2 separate regions of the Sus scrofa genome follow, and region 2 is linked to region 1. A link is a contact called in public Hi-C data. All regions are on one chromosome and are shown on one strand. The core of a region is the stretch at or near the end of the contact, and the rest is flanking DNA. Distances in the headings are between cores, read along the strand shown.

Region 1 (7,283 bases), core at 2,605-5,104:
GATTCCAAAATCGTAATTCTTTTTCTTTTTTTTTTTTTTTTTTTTGGCTGCTCCCACAGCATGTGGAAGTTCTCAGGCCAGGGATCAAACCTGTGCCACAGCAGTGACCTGAGCAGCTGCTATGACAATGCCAGATCCTTAGCCTGCTGTGCCACAAGGGAACTCCCCCAGATCATAATTCCAGTGGGTGTTTGTTACAAGAAGAAACCTGAGAAGACTCACTTGGCTTTCTGTAAAGACTAGCCACATCCTTTGGCTTATGGGAAGCACTCTCTATGCATATGCGGTTCAAGAGACCCACTTAAAAAGTATATCCCTACTGGTATTTAGGTAGTTATTTTACATGAATTGACTTGCTGTTCTGCAAATTATTATTGTTTTAAAATATGTGTTAAGAGAAGTTCCCTTGTGGTGCAGAGAGTTAAGGATCCAGCATTTTCACTGCAGCGGCTTGAATTGCTGCCATGGTGTGAGTTCCACCACTAGCCCAGGAACTTCCACATGCCATGGGCGCAGTGAAAACAAAAAAAATGTGTTAAGGAGCCATATACACATAACAGTCTTCCTTTTGAGAAATTGCATTTTTTTTTTTTTGGTCTTTTTAGGGGCCACACCCAAGGCATATGGAGGTTCCCAGGCTAGGGGTTGAATCTGAACTGTAGCTGCCAGCCTACACCACAACTGCAGCAACGCCAGATCTGTGCTGCATCTGCGAGCTACAGCACAGCTCCAGCAGTGCTGGATCCTTAACCCACTGAGCAAGGTCAGGGATCAAACCCGTGTCCTCATGGATGCTAGTCAGATTCGTTTCCGCTGAGCCACGACAGGAATTCCTGAGAAACTGCATTCTAAGACACATGATGTCATACAAAACATGCACAGAACAAATACCTACTTGTCACCTATAAGATTCATAAATCACATTCCTCAGCCTTCAGCTATAGCAGCATATGTACACAAAGATATACATGTATCGATATTTATGGATACACTGCTAAAATCAGAAAAAGACTGGAAAATGGGGAAGAGCCTAATTCTTACTCATCATTCCTTCCTAAGCAGAACCTCTAGCCAAACAGGTGTGCAAAGCTTCAGATGGCCCATGTTAAAACTCACATCTTGCCTTATGTGACCACAGGGGACGAGTGGTACAAAGGTCGTACCAAGTCTCGATTCTTAAACATCTTTGGATTTCTTCTCTGATGCACACGCCTCACATGAAGATGAAGCCATCCTGGTGAAGCTGGTGGATACTGTCACCTTCTTGGGATACTTCGGCTCCTGCTCTGGCCCAGCTACAACCACCTATTATTAATCTCTTCTTCCATGAATTTCTCAGCTGCCGTATTTCCATCCTTAGCACCTAAGCATCCTCTGGTTATGGAGGACATGGATCAAATCCCTTTATTTTTATTTTTATGTATTGTCTTTTGCGGGGCTACGCTGTGGCATATGGAAGTTCCTAGGCTAGGGGTTGAACCGGAGCTGTAGCCACCAGCCTACACCACAGCCACAGCAGCAATAGATCTGAGCTGCACCTATGACCTACCCCACATTTCATGGCAACACAAGATCCTTAACCCACTGAGCGAGGTCAGGGATCGAACCTGTGTCCTCATGGATGTTAGATTCGTTTGCACTGAGCCACGAAGGGAACTCCAACAAGGCCCTTTAAATACGAAGTCACTTGTCTAGTAGCCACCGTCCGTCCACAGTGACTTAGCTGGCTACTCAGAGTCCCCATGTGGCCGAACCTCCTACCATCAACAGGACTATTCAGAGTACCCCCCAACCCCGTTACCAAAATCACAGCCAACTCAAAAGCTACACAGGACACAGTGCGCTTCTCAACCCAGACCTCCCCGTGCCACACCACTCGTGCTATTTCTTTTACTCCTGGGCTCCCAATGGGCAGAGAGAACTAGAGAACAGCCGGGCTGGCCTGGACGCCTGGGGTGAGATACAATCAGGCCTTCCTCCAGTTCCACGTCACTACCCAGAGTCCTTCAAGTGGTGGGTCATCGACTCAGAGCGTCCCGACCTCCTACAACTCTCCCTGTGAACTGAATTCATCTTTAAGTGTCTCCTGTTCTCTCTGCCCCACTGAGATGCTGCCCCATCTCTGCATCCTTGGGGCTGGAACAGAAAGCCTGTAAGGGAGAGCTGTTGAGCTCCCAGCAAAACCAGGGCCAAACAAAGTCCCTTGGGCACCTGCAAAGGTTCCAGCCAGAGAAACAGATGTGGGAAACCACTTCTCACTTTCGGAATATGCTTGAGGAGGTTCAAGTTCTCCATTCAGTGAAACCCATTCCACTGTGGAAGGCGAGGGTGGGGAGAGAGAGCGGCAGACCAGAGCATCTGGGGTCTCCATCTGTGATCCGGGCCATCTCAGTCCAAAAACACAGCATGGTCCCACGGCATTCCTCTCTGTGCTGACTTGGGTCTCAGCTCAACTCCGATGCTGACGCTTCATTTGGGGATTGATGATTGCTCTCTAACCAGCCGCACGGGTTAACCATTTAGATCGCTCCTTGTTCCCAAGGCCCTTGCCTGAGACCTGCCTATGGGGCTGTTCCAACTTCTCTCAGATCCAACTTTGGCTCTTAAGGCATGAATCAGAGTCCTGGGCCCCTCATTCATCTGAAAGGAAAGGGGGGGTGGCAGGGTGTGTTGAGTTTGAGGTGCCTATAGGAAATGACTGGTTTTCATGCTGCTGAGAAGGATTGAAGCTGGAGATAAAAATCTGGGAGCCATTGCTCTGTTAGAGGTGGTGGTAGAAGCCATGAGTGGGTGAACAGCTTCAGAGAGAGCAAGGTGCATGAGAAGAGGATAAAGGATGAGGCCCTGAGCATCCAACAGGAAAGGATCAGGCAGAGGTGCCTGCAAAGTCTGAGGAACTGAAGAGATTCTAGCAAAACCAGGACAGAGGCTCCACCGAAACTGCGAAGAAACTCCGAAGCAGGGAGGAATCGACAGTATCACATACAGCTGAGGAGTCAAGTGAAAGGCATCTGAATTAGTCTCAACAACTGGGAAGCACTGGAGACCTCAGGGCGAGCTTGTTCAGCGGTCTGGTGGGAGCAGAAGCAAGTGAACCACATGCCCTGCTTAGAGGCACAGAGAACTCTGGCGACCAAAGAGGTGTCTCAGTAGACTGGCTACTGCTCACCACCTTCTGCTTCCATTTACAGCTCTCTTAGCTGATACACCCAAACACTCCTAGTCTGGATCAATACAATATTTAGGGATCTATTTTAGTGCCATCGACACTACTGCAAAAGTTCTTCTGGATTCATATACGGTGCTATCTCACAGTTAACCTTCAGGTTCTGAGTCTGCAAGTTCGTAAGCAGTTTAACTGAATCAGCATAATGTAAATTTGGCTTTGCATGGCAACGCTAGTCCCACACCGCTCATTCCACTGACTCGTGGTTGGGGTAGCAGCCTCACTCCACTTCCTACCACTGTCCCGGATTTTTCTTAGCTTGCCTAGCTTCACTCATTTGTTCACTCATTTTTGGCCCCTTCTCTCTCCCCTCAATGGCTTAATTGCTGAATAAAACATTTATTTCATACATTTATGCTACGTCAATTTAGCAAGCACTCTAGCCCACTGCCATCCCACAACCCCCGCAAGCAATCAGTTGGCTCGCAGGGCAGAGATGAGGCTCGCGCGCCCCCTGCTGGCTCTCCTGCGCGCTGCACCCTCCCTCCCTTCCGCCTGTCAGGAGCTCCAGAAGAGGCAGAGACGCGCGTGTCCGCGCAAGGCTTCCTGGGAACTGTCTGGGGGTGTACCTATTAGAACTACAAATCCCAGTACGCACCGCGCTTCAGCCACGAAGAGAGACCTTTCTGGTGACTCTGACTCTTATTTATCATTGCCTTCGGGAATGTTGCACAAGCCTGATTCCGTGTTCACAGAAGGTTTTGAGAGAACATGATAGCACTTCTGCCGCGTGTGCACGAACAGGCTTTCGCGACTTCTTTGGACTCGCCCGGTGTGGCGAATCTGCTGTTGCGTCTCGGTGGCTGTGCGCGCAAGGGCCCACGGGAAGCTTGTGGAATCGCCTGTGGGAAGAAGGACGCCAGGTTTCTTGGGCAGCTACTGTCATGGCGGCGACGGCCCCCAGTGCAGGGGTCTCTGCGCCTGAGGCGGCGGCTTCCACGGAAGCCCCTCTGCAGTACAGCCTTCTTCTGCAGCACCTGGTGGGTGACAAGCGTCAGCCCCGGGTCCTGGAGCCTGGGACCCTGGGCGGGATCCCGAGTCCCGCCAAGAGTGAGGAGCAGAAGATGATCGAGAGGGCGATGGAAAGCTGCGCCTTCAAGGCGGCGCTGGCCTGCGTGGGAGGTGAGGCGAGGTGAGGGGGGCCCTTGGGAGGCCGAGGGCTTGGGCGGCAGCAGGGTGCCCTGCCAAGAAGAACACGCTCCTGAGAGGCAAGGAGTCCGTGGGCCTCGACCTTGACCCACCCCCGCCTGGTTCAGTGAACTTGAGCAGTGCGTCCTTAGACCCTCTAGGCTTCCGTCTCTGGAAATTGGATCAGAGAACCGGCCCTAGATCAGGACCTGGGGGAGTAAGATGGTTGACCTCATTCATTCGTTCACACATTTCTTTGTTCATTCTCTTTTAATTAATCACTTTTCAACAGATTGTCACTGAGTAGCTATCACGTGCCCGGTGATGGAGAGACAAGAGCCTTGTTCTTCTGAAGCTAACCTCTTAATATACATAGAAAGAAAAATGTTGAGAAGGAGCCTGGAGGAGGGCCCTGCAGGGCAGGACACAGCACTTGCAAAGGTCTGGCTTGTAGTGGCTCGAGATTAGAAAAACAGAAAGGCCATTATGACTAGACAGCAGGGAATGGGGGCAGGAGGTGGGAAGAAATCTGGACTTTTTTTTTTTTTTTTAACCTCTTGAGCATTTGAGAATGTAGGTGTCTCTCCTCTATGCAAAGAGGCTGACCACATTTGCAGATGAGTTGAAATCTAATTGAGAATGAAAGGCAATTAAGAAGTGAAGGTCATAATTCCCTGGTGGCTCAGAAGATTAAGGATCTGGCGTTGTCACTGCTGTGGTGCAGGTTTGAGCCCTGGCCCAGGAATTTCTGCATGCCACGGGTGCAGCCAAAAAAGAAGAGAGAAGCAGAGAGAGACACGAATGTAGCGAGAGTGCAAATATGATGTACGGTAGGAAGAGGAAAGATCTTTTTTGGTTGGGGAAGGCCTTGGAGGAGGTGAGACTGGAGATGTGTCTTGAAGGATGGAGAGTGTGGGTAGACAAGGAGGCGGAGAGATGTCATTTCATGCTGGGGGTGAAAGGAGTTCTTTGTGGCACAGCAGGAACCCAGCCGTTGTCATTGCTGCAGCTCAGGTGGCTGCTTTGGTGCAGGTTGGATCCCTGGCCCAGGAACTTCCACATGCTGTAGACGCAGCCCCCAAGAAAGAAACAAAACAAAACAAAACAAAAACGGGGGTTGAGTGGGGGATTTGGGCTTTTTGCCTGTAGTTTTAAGGGCAGCAATAGATGATTTTTTTTAGAGGGTAGCAGTGGTAGTGAGTATGATGACTGAGGGTGGAGTGTGGCCAGGGAACGTCTGTAGACAGGGAGACCCGAGAGGGAATTTGCTAGACTGAAGCTCCCTGAGCCATGGACTGGGTCTTTTTTCATCAATACCTGACCCTGATAAATCTTACATAGCTGTTAAAATGATGAATGAGTCTTTGTAGTGCCCCAAGGTGGAAGCCATAAAGTCCCGATGTGACTCAGCAGTCACGAACCCGATTGGTATCCATGAGAACATGGGTTCGATCCCTGGCCTTGCTCAGTGGGTTAAGGGCCTGGCGTTGCCGTGAGCCGTGGTGTAGGTCACAGACGCGGTTCAGATCTGGTGTGGCTGTGGCTGTGGTGTAGGCCAGTGGCTGTAGCTCTGATTCCACCCCTAGCCTGGGAACTTCCATCTGCTGCAGGTGCTGCCCTAAAAAGCAAAAATAAATAAATAAATGAAAAGAAAAAATGCCCTTGCATTTTGGGGCAGGAGTGACTAGGAAGAAGGAGCCATAAACAAGAACGTCTGGAGGGGCGGCGCCCGAGATTTCCTTGAGCGTTTACAGACGTCGAGGTGCTGAGAGGGCATCCACATGGAGATGCCCAGCAGGCTCCGGAAGGTCAGCTGTGCACAGCAGCGTAGGGGTAGCCATTCGCTTTGTGACTTGAGGAAAGTTACTTAACTTCCTGGAGCCTCAGCTTCTTCGGCTACAGAAAGGAGAGGATAATAAGATCTACCTCACCGGATTATTGTCAAGAATAAATACGACTGGCTGTAAAGTGTCAGGGTGACTGGCACGTGGTGTTTGCCAAATGACTATTACGAATGCACTGTTGTCAAGGGGCGATTTGCAAAGTTTTTACCTGAACTTGAGGGTGGGTGGTTTGCATGAAAAGTGTGGCAAGAGAAAGAGGGAAAGACACTAAATCTTGAGGAATGTTAGCAAATGAAAGGAGGAGGAGGAAATCCAAGAAGAGCAGACGAGAAGCTGTCAACAAGATCTGGATTTTGTGATGTGGAAACCAGGCAAGGGGAGAGTTTTTGAGGCGGGGGTGGGGGGTGGGATGGTTCCTTTCGCTGGCAGCCACCCAAAAGGTGCTATTTGAGCGTGACCCCACTGCAGTAATCCAGAAACCATGCCAAAGAAATCTTCGTCTCTGTGTGTGTTTGTAGGATTTGTCTTGGGAGGTGCATTTGGGGTGTTCACTGCCGGCATCGATACCAATGTGGGCTTTGACCCGAAGGATCCTTACCGAACGCCGACGGCAAAAGAAGTTCTTAAAGACATGGGGCAGAGAGGAATGTCCTATGCCAAAAACTTCGCCATTGTGGGCGCCATGTTTTCTTGCACTGAGTGTTTGGTCGAATCTGTAAGTGTCCCTGCCTTCCGAGAGAGCCTTGCCTGTTTCCGTCTGACAGCTTCGCAAGAGAAAGGCTCTTGCTGTTACTAGAAAGCAGCTCAGAAATGTCTCGTATTTGCTAGATTGAATTTCCATTAGTCTCTCATGTAAACGTTTTTTGTGTTTATCATTTGGGCTTGGTTTATTCTTTACTTGTTTTTGTAGGGTAGAAGTTGGTTAATGATTTTACGTTTATTTTTTTAAGATGTTAATTTTTTTATTATAGTTGATTTACAAAGTTTGGCTAATGATTTTGAACACAGGACTTAACTGGGGAACCTGAGAAGAGATTTTGGTTACCTCTCAAATGGTGCACTTGGTTTCAGTGCCCTGGTTCCAC
Region 2 (7,132 bases), core at 290-2,789, 290 kb before region 1:
GGATAATTTCTGGATCGGAAGCTCTGCCCCCGTCCCCCCACCCAGGGACAGTCACAGTCTTATTCTCAGGGCTCCAAAGCATCTCAGGGATCCGATGCTTCCAGCCCTGCCTGTCACCCTCCCCACCCGACAATCCCCTAACTCCGTATTCTTAACCAGATCTGAAATCGGGGCGCCTGAAAAGACGGAGCCCATGAGAGGTGCAGAAAAGAGGGTGAAGCACCAACACTGTGACTGACAGAGCCCCTTGGCCTCTTTTTCAATCCATTTCCAAGGCCACCCTTTCAGATAGCCTAGTCTTAGCTATGCCCCTAATGAGCTACATGTAGTCCTAAATAAGTCATTTCCCCTTTGTGGGTCACAACTAACAAGAGTTTTGAAATAAAAGGGTGAGGATGGAGGCCTTTCAGTATCCTCCCCAGTCCTGATTCTTTCACAACACCCACCGTACAGTGCTAGCTGGCAACAGCATCCATCCTTGCAGGTGACTGCAAGTGGGATGAATAATTAATGCTGGAGCAGAACAATAAGCTTTTGCACATCTTTCCAAGCATAGTTTCTGAAGTGTCTACCAGTGACTCGGATGAAAGAGCAACCACTTCCCTTACTGACATTACTGATGGTATCGAGAAACCCAAGCCATGAGCCGTGCACTTTCAGGGTAAGATATGAATAGCAGTCTTTACCACCAGCTGTTTAAGCAAGATCCTAGAAAAACGTCAACACGCTTAAAAGAACACACCTTCAGCCTCATTCCTTTCTACTCTTTCCTCTTGTAACAATGAAAAGTAAGTCCTGGGAGTTCCTGCTGTGGCACAGCAGAAACGAATCCCATTTGTAACCATGAGGTTTCAGGTCCGATCCCTGGCCTCACTCCATGGGTTAAGGATCCGGCGTTGCCGTGAGCTGTGATGTAGGTCGCAGACACGGCTCGGATTCCGTGTCGCTGTGGCCGTGGTGTAGGTCAGCAGCTGTAGCTCCGATCTGACCCCTGGCCTGGGAATCTCCATATGCCGCAGATGTGACCCTAAAAAGAGACGGATGAACAGATTCTGTTAGCAGAGCATCTATTTGAGTTCAGCTTCCAAGATGGCCCAGTTACCCTTATGCAAATCAATCTACGACTAACAGAGGGGGAGTAAAAATTCCCCCTGGCATCCAAAGAGGCTCGGCCTGGGTGGGTAGTGACAGTTCAGCATTGACCACTCGTAGGAAATGAAAAATAATACAGTGTGCCGCCTGGAAATGAAGGTCAACCCACTGTCTTTTAGGGTCCTTCACGCCACGTGACCAAGGGTTGTTCGAAGGCGCCCTTCCCTGAATGTGCTATCAGATTTCAGAGGGACAACCAACTACGAAAACCACTTCGACATTTATGGATAAAATACCCCTGATGCTTCCCAAACCATGTGAACGACAGTCTCAAAGACAGTACCCTCAACGGTTTGCAATAAAAGGACCTCCCAAAATACAGTCTGTACCGGACAGAAGGGTTAGTCAGTCAGATGAGTCAGCTGCTCCATTTCCAGACAGACAGGCTCTATAAAGAATCTCAACCCAGCATCTTAGAGTGAGTCAGTGGGACGCTTCGAGATCATCAGGCACAGCCCTTACACTTTCGAAATCCTCACTTTTGAAACTGAAGTTCTCTCAGAAAGAACCTGTCACGGTCAGGCCTTTCCATTCTTCACATGGGTTTCTTTCATCCCGACGCCCCGTGATGCCTCGCAGCCTGCCAAGTACCTCTCACGTACAAGTGGTTAGAAAGAGCCCTGAACAACATGGCGCCATTCGACGGCTGCCTGGGTTTCAGGAGAAAGCGAGACCTTCCATTCTTCCTCGGGAGACACGGACTCATTAGACACATTGGCTTTCGTGGATCTTCTTAAGCCAGGAGGATTTGAAATGTAAAGACGACATTAAAGGGGAAAAAAAAAATCTTTCCTTCAACACTACATTAACTTTGAAGCATTTTCCAGAAGGGTAGTTGAAGAACCAGCTATATTCAAATCAAAGTCCCTCAACTTCATATTTCAAGTGTACAGGCAAAGATTTCAGAACCTAACTTTCGCTGCAACTTCCACAGTTTACAGAAGACGGCAGGCTGTTAAGTTCGAGAAACCGAAGTAGTGCACAGGGTGTAACTCTCCTGCCTTCTCCCCTCCCCCCAAACAAACAAGCTATTTCTATCATTTCCAGATGGTTCTACCATCACGATATAAACTTAAGGAAGGAAAATTCACCAGAAATGATGCTAAAAATAAGAAAGTCTGGACTTTCCTCAAACTTTTAGTGCCTCTTGAAAAACAATTACAGTCAGGCACTGAAAACAAGAGGTTTCTTCCTTTCTGTTATTTTTTGCGTTACTTAATAGCATGTATATTCCACTAATCAATGCAAATTTTTGCAAATAGAAAGTTGTGAAATGAACTGAAAGAAAAGTGATTCCTCCTGTGTTTGCAGCAACCCTACATGATAATGAACGGCTGGGACACCAAACTATATCAACAGAATTTTACTCTTCTTTTTTTCTTTTCTTTTTTTGGTCTTTTTAGGGCACCTGTGGCATATGGAGGTTCCCAAGCTAAGTGTCTAATCAGAGCTGCAGCCACCGGCCTATGCCAGAGCCACAGCAACGCAGGACCCGAGCCTCATCTGCAACCTACACCACAGCTCACGGCAACGCTGGATCCTTAACCCACTGAGTGAGGGTCCTCATGGGTACTAGTCAGGCTCCACTGAGCCACAAGAGGAACTCTCCTTTTTCTCTTTTTAAAGGCAGTGTCATTACAGCAGTGATCACTAAGTTCCTTTAAATTTATTAAACCACGTCTCTGAGAAAAATGTTAAAAGGCAAGAATCCTAAAAGAGTGCATTCTCTTGTTGTCCCTACAGTGCTTTTTATAAATAACCTTCAGTTCTGCCTCAACGCTGCTAACACAGTGCCCATCCCACCCTCGGGTAACCGACACCTCCCCACATCTCCTTGACCTCACGGTCACTGTCACGGTCTCCATCTTTTCTAATCCAGAACATACCCCAGTCTCCAGGCTCCTGTACCTACTAGAACCCATGAGACTTTCGCAAAATGCAAATGAGACCATGTTTCTCCCTGCTTAAAAACTTACATTGTCCACAGACTGAAGAACAGATTCCCAGCCAGGTGGATAAAACCTGACCCGGCCTACGGAGACACGGCCTTGCAGCCGCCATCGTCTCCCTAAGGCCTGGGATGTTCTCTATTTTCCCTTCTCCTTGTCTGGGTGGTAAGATCCCACCTAATCATTTAAGATGAGGTTAAAGGAGTTCCTGCAGTGGCTCAGTGGTTAACAAACCCGACTAATAACCGTGAGGTTGTGGTTTGATCCCTGGCCTCACTCAGTGGGTTAAGGATTCGGCGTTACCGTGAGCTGTGGCGTAGGTCGCAGACAAGGCTCGGATCCTGCGTTGTTGTGGCTCTGGTAGAGGCTGGCAGCTGTAGCTCCAATTGGACCCCTAGCCTGGGAGCCTCCATATGCCACAGGCACGGCCCTAAATAGACAAAAGACCAAAAAAAAAAAAAAAAAAAAAAAAAGGCTGAGTCTATCAATTACGCTTCTGAGACCCTCTGCCTGCACAGCCGAGACCAGTTCTGTTATATCCACCCTATACGAAACTTTCAATCAGTCTCTCCTCTCCACACTACCTCTCTCTTATCGCTGCACCCTCAGTAGCCCAGCACGGGGCCTAGAACACAGAAAGTGCGCGATAAATATCTACTCGGTAAGTGAAGAGACGAGCAAGTGACTGCGGAAAAGGATCGAGTCCAGACGATCAGGAGGGTGAGGGGAGGGATGCTTCTCCCCGCCCCGTCCACCCAAAGCAAGTCTGCCTTCTCGCCAAGCTCCCTTCCTCCCTGCAGCTCACAGAGCCCCGTTTGTCTGCTCCCTTGGCTGCGTCACAGCCCCAGTGTGATATGGCGGTCAGCCAGCTCTACGTGTGAAGCAGCTGGAAGGAGGAGGGAAAGGGTGGTGATTTCCCGAGTGTTCCGCCAAGCTCTGTTCCCACATTCCCGAAGGGCGCTTTGGCATTTCTACGATAAGTCACATGGGGTGACCCCTCCCCCTCCTGCCCCAGAAGCTCAGAAATAATGAAAAGATTTTAATAAGAATCCAGAACCAGGAGTTCCCGTCGTGGTTAGCAAATCCAGCTAGGAGCCATGAGGTTGCGGGTTCAATCCCTGGCCTCGCTCAGTGGGTTAAGGATCTGGCGTTGCCATGAGCTGTGGTGTAGGTGGCAGACGCGGCTCAGATCCCCGAGTTGCTGTGGCTGTGGTGCAGGCTGGCAGCGACAGCTCCGATTAGACCCCTAGCCTGGGAACCTCCATATGCTGCAGGAGTGGCCCTAGAAAAGGCAGAAAGACAAAAAAACAAAAACAAAAACAAAAAAATAATCCAGAACCAGGCAAGATGAGGAGGGGTGGACTAGAAACTCTGGTAGGACAGGGGTGAAGAGGGAAACCCCTGCCTAAAATGGCTTTTCAAAAGACGAAGGACATGGAGTTCCCACTGTGGTGCAACGAGATCAGCGGTGTCTTTGGAGCTCTGAGATGCAGGTTGGATTCTTGGCCCAGCACAGTGAGTTAAGGATCTGAGCTGCGGCTTAGGCTGCAACTGCGGCTCGGATCTGACCTCTGGTCCGAGAACTCCACGTGGCACGGGGTGGCCAAAAATGAAAAAAAAAAAAAAAAAGGATGTGAGGGGAGTGGCTCCCAGGAGGAGGAGGGGGGCCCGGGGCCGCCGCCAGAGCAAGGTGTTGGGGACTGGCGAAAGGAGCGACGAAGCCAGGGTCCAGGCCTCAGCCCTGCCACGAACACTCCTCTTTTCTTAAAAGAGCGTTTCTCCAGTGACATCTTACCTTTCAGACAGCTGCCGGATCTGTGGAATGCCCATGTATCTGTGGAAGTGCTCCAGAACATTCATGACGCCCTGAAGAAGATTAGCAACTTCTCCATACTGCCTTCGCCTGGTCATGGCTCTGCAAGCAAACAGGAAGCTGAGTACTTACTCTACAGCACGACCTACTCTGGCTCTAAAGCAGACATCAACTCAATTTGATACGCATTTCCTGAGCAGTGAAGGTATACGGTGCTTGGCACTGGGAGGCAAAAAAATAAGACCCGGTCCAAATCCTTCAGGGGACATCAGTTAGTACGGGAGAGCAACAATTACCACCTAAGCAACACCAAGCAGGCTGAACTTGGTTCTAAACAGAAATCCAAGCGACCTTGGGCTATGGGAGGTACCAAAGGATGGGAGTGATGGGTCGCACTGGGTCGGGGGGCAGATTACGGATTTGGGATTTGACTTGGGTATAATGGGATTAGCAGGCTTTTGATAGACAACAGGGGTATGGATGCTCTTATTCGACGGTTACAGCATTTGAGTAAACCACACATATCTTCCCAGGATACAAGAAAGAGCATTTATATGCACTTCCATGTTAATTCAAATCTGTAGACCTTAAGCCAATGTTTAGCACCTCTGTGTCAGGTATGTTTAGTTTCCCTCCTGCTAAGGTTAATGAAGCTTAAATAAAAGGATGCTGATAAAATCAAGAGTTACACACAGCAAGGAAGGAACAAACTATTAGATCTAGAGTTTTCATCAGGGTTGAGCTTTTTAATTACATGTATAATTTATGACTTCCCTTACGAGGCATCTAAAAAGACAGGATCAAGTTTAAGCCACGGTGTTATGGTGCTACCACTGCCTGGTCTGCTGGTTTGGGGGAAAACACCACGCAGTGGAGAAAGGGTCAAGGACACTGGCCTTTCCGTCTCCCGCCAGCCTGCTGACCTCTGAACACGGCTCGAAGAATGGACCCGGGTTTGCTGAAGCTCAAGCACCGTGTGGGAGAGACCAGGAAGGAGTCTGTCCCTGCTCGTTTGCCGTCAGGTACTGCATCTACATTTCTGTGAAGGTGCCCTTTCTCTGTCCACACATGAGAAGACCCTGGGGTGAGGGTCGGGGGGATCCCAGCCCGAGAGAGGCCACGGACGTGAACAGGAAGGTCAGGATCGTGCTGGTCAAGGAGGCCGGGCTGCTTCTCTGTGGTCAGCGACCAGCTCTGTGTTTTTAACTCCTCTTGCTCTCATGTGCCATTTCTTAGAATCCCTCTCCAAGCCAAATAGGAAGCTACTGTGTTTGAAAAAACATGGGTTTAAAAAAAAAAAAAAAAAAATGTGGGTCGAATGCTCAATCAAGGCTCTGTTTCTCTACGGTACCTGCAAGATGGTGCCGCTGAGGCCAAGAGCTGGGGTGATGACGGCCCGGCCCCGCTGAGGCAGAGGCTGGGGCGATGACGGCCCAACCCCAGCCGGCGGGCTCCGAGGCAGAGCTCTACCACCTGCAAATGACCCATGTTCTAGGAGGCATTCTCTAGGGGCTTTGCAGGTCCCCTTCAGCCTCACCTGGCCCCGGCCTCAGCGTCTCGGGTGTCTGCTACGGCTCGAGGACAGAGGGCACAAGGCCAAAGGGGTGACTACATCCTTGAGGCTGACCTTCGGGGGGTGGGGCAGGGCGCGGAGACGCTCCTGGCTGAGAAGAAGATGAACCTACAGCGCCCGTTTCTCTGACAGTCACCTGCCCGGACCCAAGGGGATGCTGATGCGCTTACTCGAGGGAATCCACGCCGCCCGCCAGCATGTGCAGGTGGTTCAGCGTTGTGATGGAGGTGGTCAGGTGGCGTTTGGCGTGATCCAACTGCTTAATGTCTCGGGTGATTTCTTTCACCTAAATAGGGAGAAACCACAGGAGAAAAAGGAGGAAGAGTAAGAAAGACAGAAACCCATCTGCTACAAGTGGCCTCCCAAGAAAATAACACAAATGAAGTTAGGACGAAAACACCTCGGGTCCGTCCTTGGAGAAAACACAGGTGTTCTCCCAATACATGATTCAAAATAATTTCCAATCAGCCTGTTTAAATTAAATTTGGCACGTCTTCCGCAGACTTTAGCCTGGGTTACTCAACCCTCGGTTGTGAGAATGAAATGAAATTTATGCTCCATCCCAAATGGAGCAACCCAAATAGCAGCTTAGTACGGAGCACAGGTGTCTAGGAGCCCGGCAGGTGTTAGCTCCTCCTGAACAAG

What was found. A called contact is a pair of places that touch in the nucleus more often than the background predicts.
Region 2: a contact with region 1 is called in a Hi-C map of embryonic fibroblasts, with 2.8 times the contacts expected there. The contact joins the enhancer-like site here to the promoter of TIMM22 in region 1. A contact is called at or near these places in 3 of 5 promoter capture datasets (fetal liver, fetal skeletal muscle and liver) and 1 of 47 Hi-C or Micro-C datasets (embryonic fibroblasts).

Annotation. Positions count from the first base shown.
Region 1 is chr12:46,899,781-46,907,063 of Sscrofa11.1, reverse strand. TIMM22 (mitochondrial import inner membrane translocase subunit Tim22) reads left to right here and starts at 3,854. Exons shown (of 5, transcript XM_021067526.1): 1 at 3,854-4,348; 2 at 6,717-6,913. The coding sequence starts at 4,111.
Region 2 is chr12:47,188,933-47,196,064 of Sscrofa11.1, reverse strand. VPS53 (vacuolar protein sorting-associated protein 53 homolog) reads right to left here. Exons shown (of 22, transcript XM_003131813.4): 6 at 6,658-6,773; 7 at 4,897-5,016. Among named protein-coding and RNA genes, the nearest start is that of VPS53, 51 kb to the right of the region's middle. Within about 2 kb of position 1,539, at least 15 of the 83 cell types and tissues checked have an H3K27ac peak or open chromatin away from gene starts, as enhancers often do. A contact at or near this core is called in embryonic fibroblasts, where this site is marked.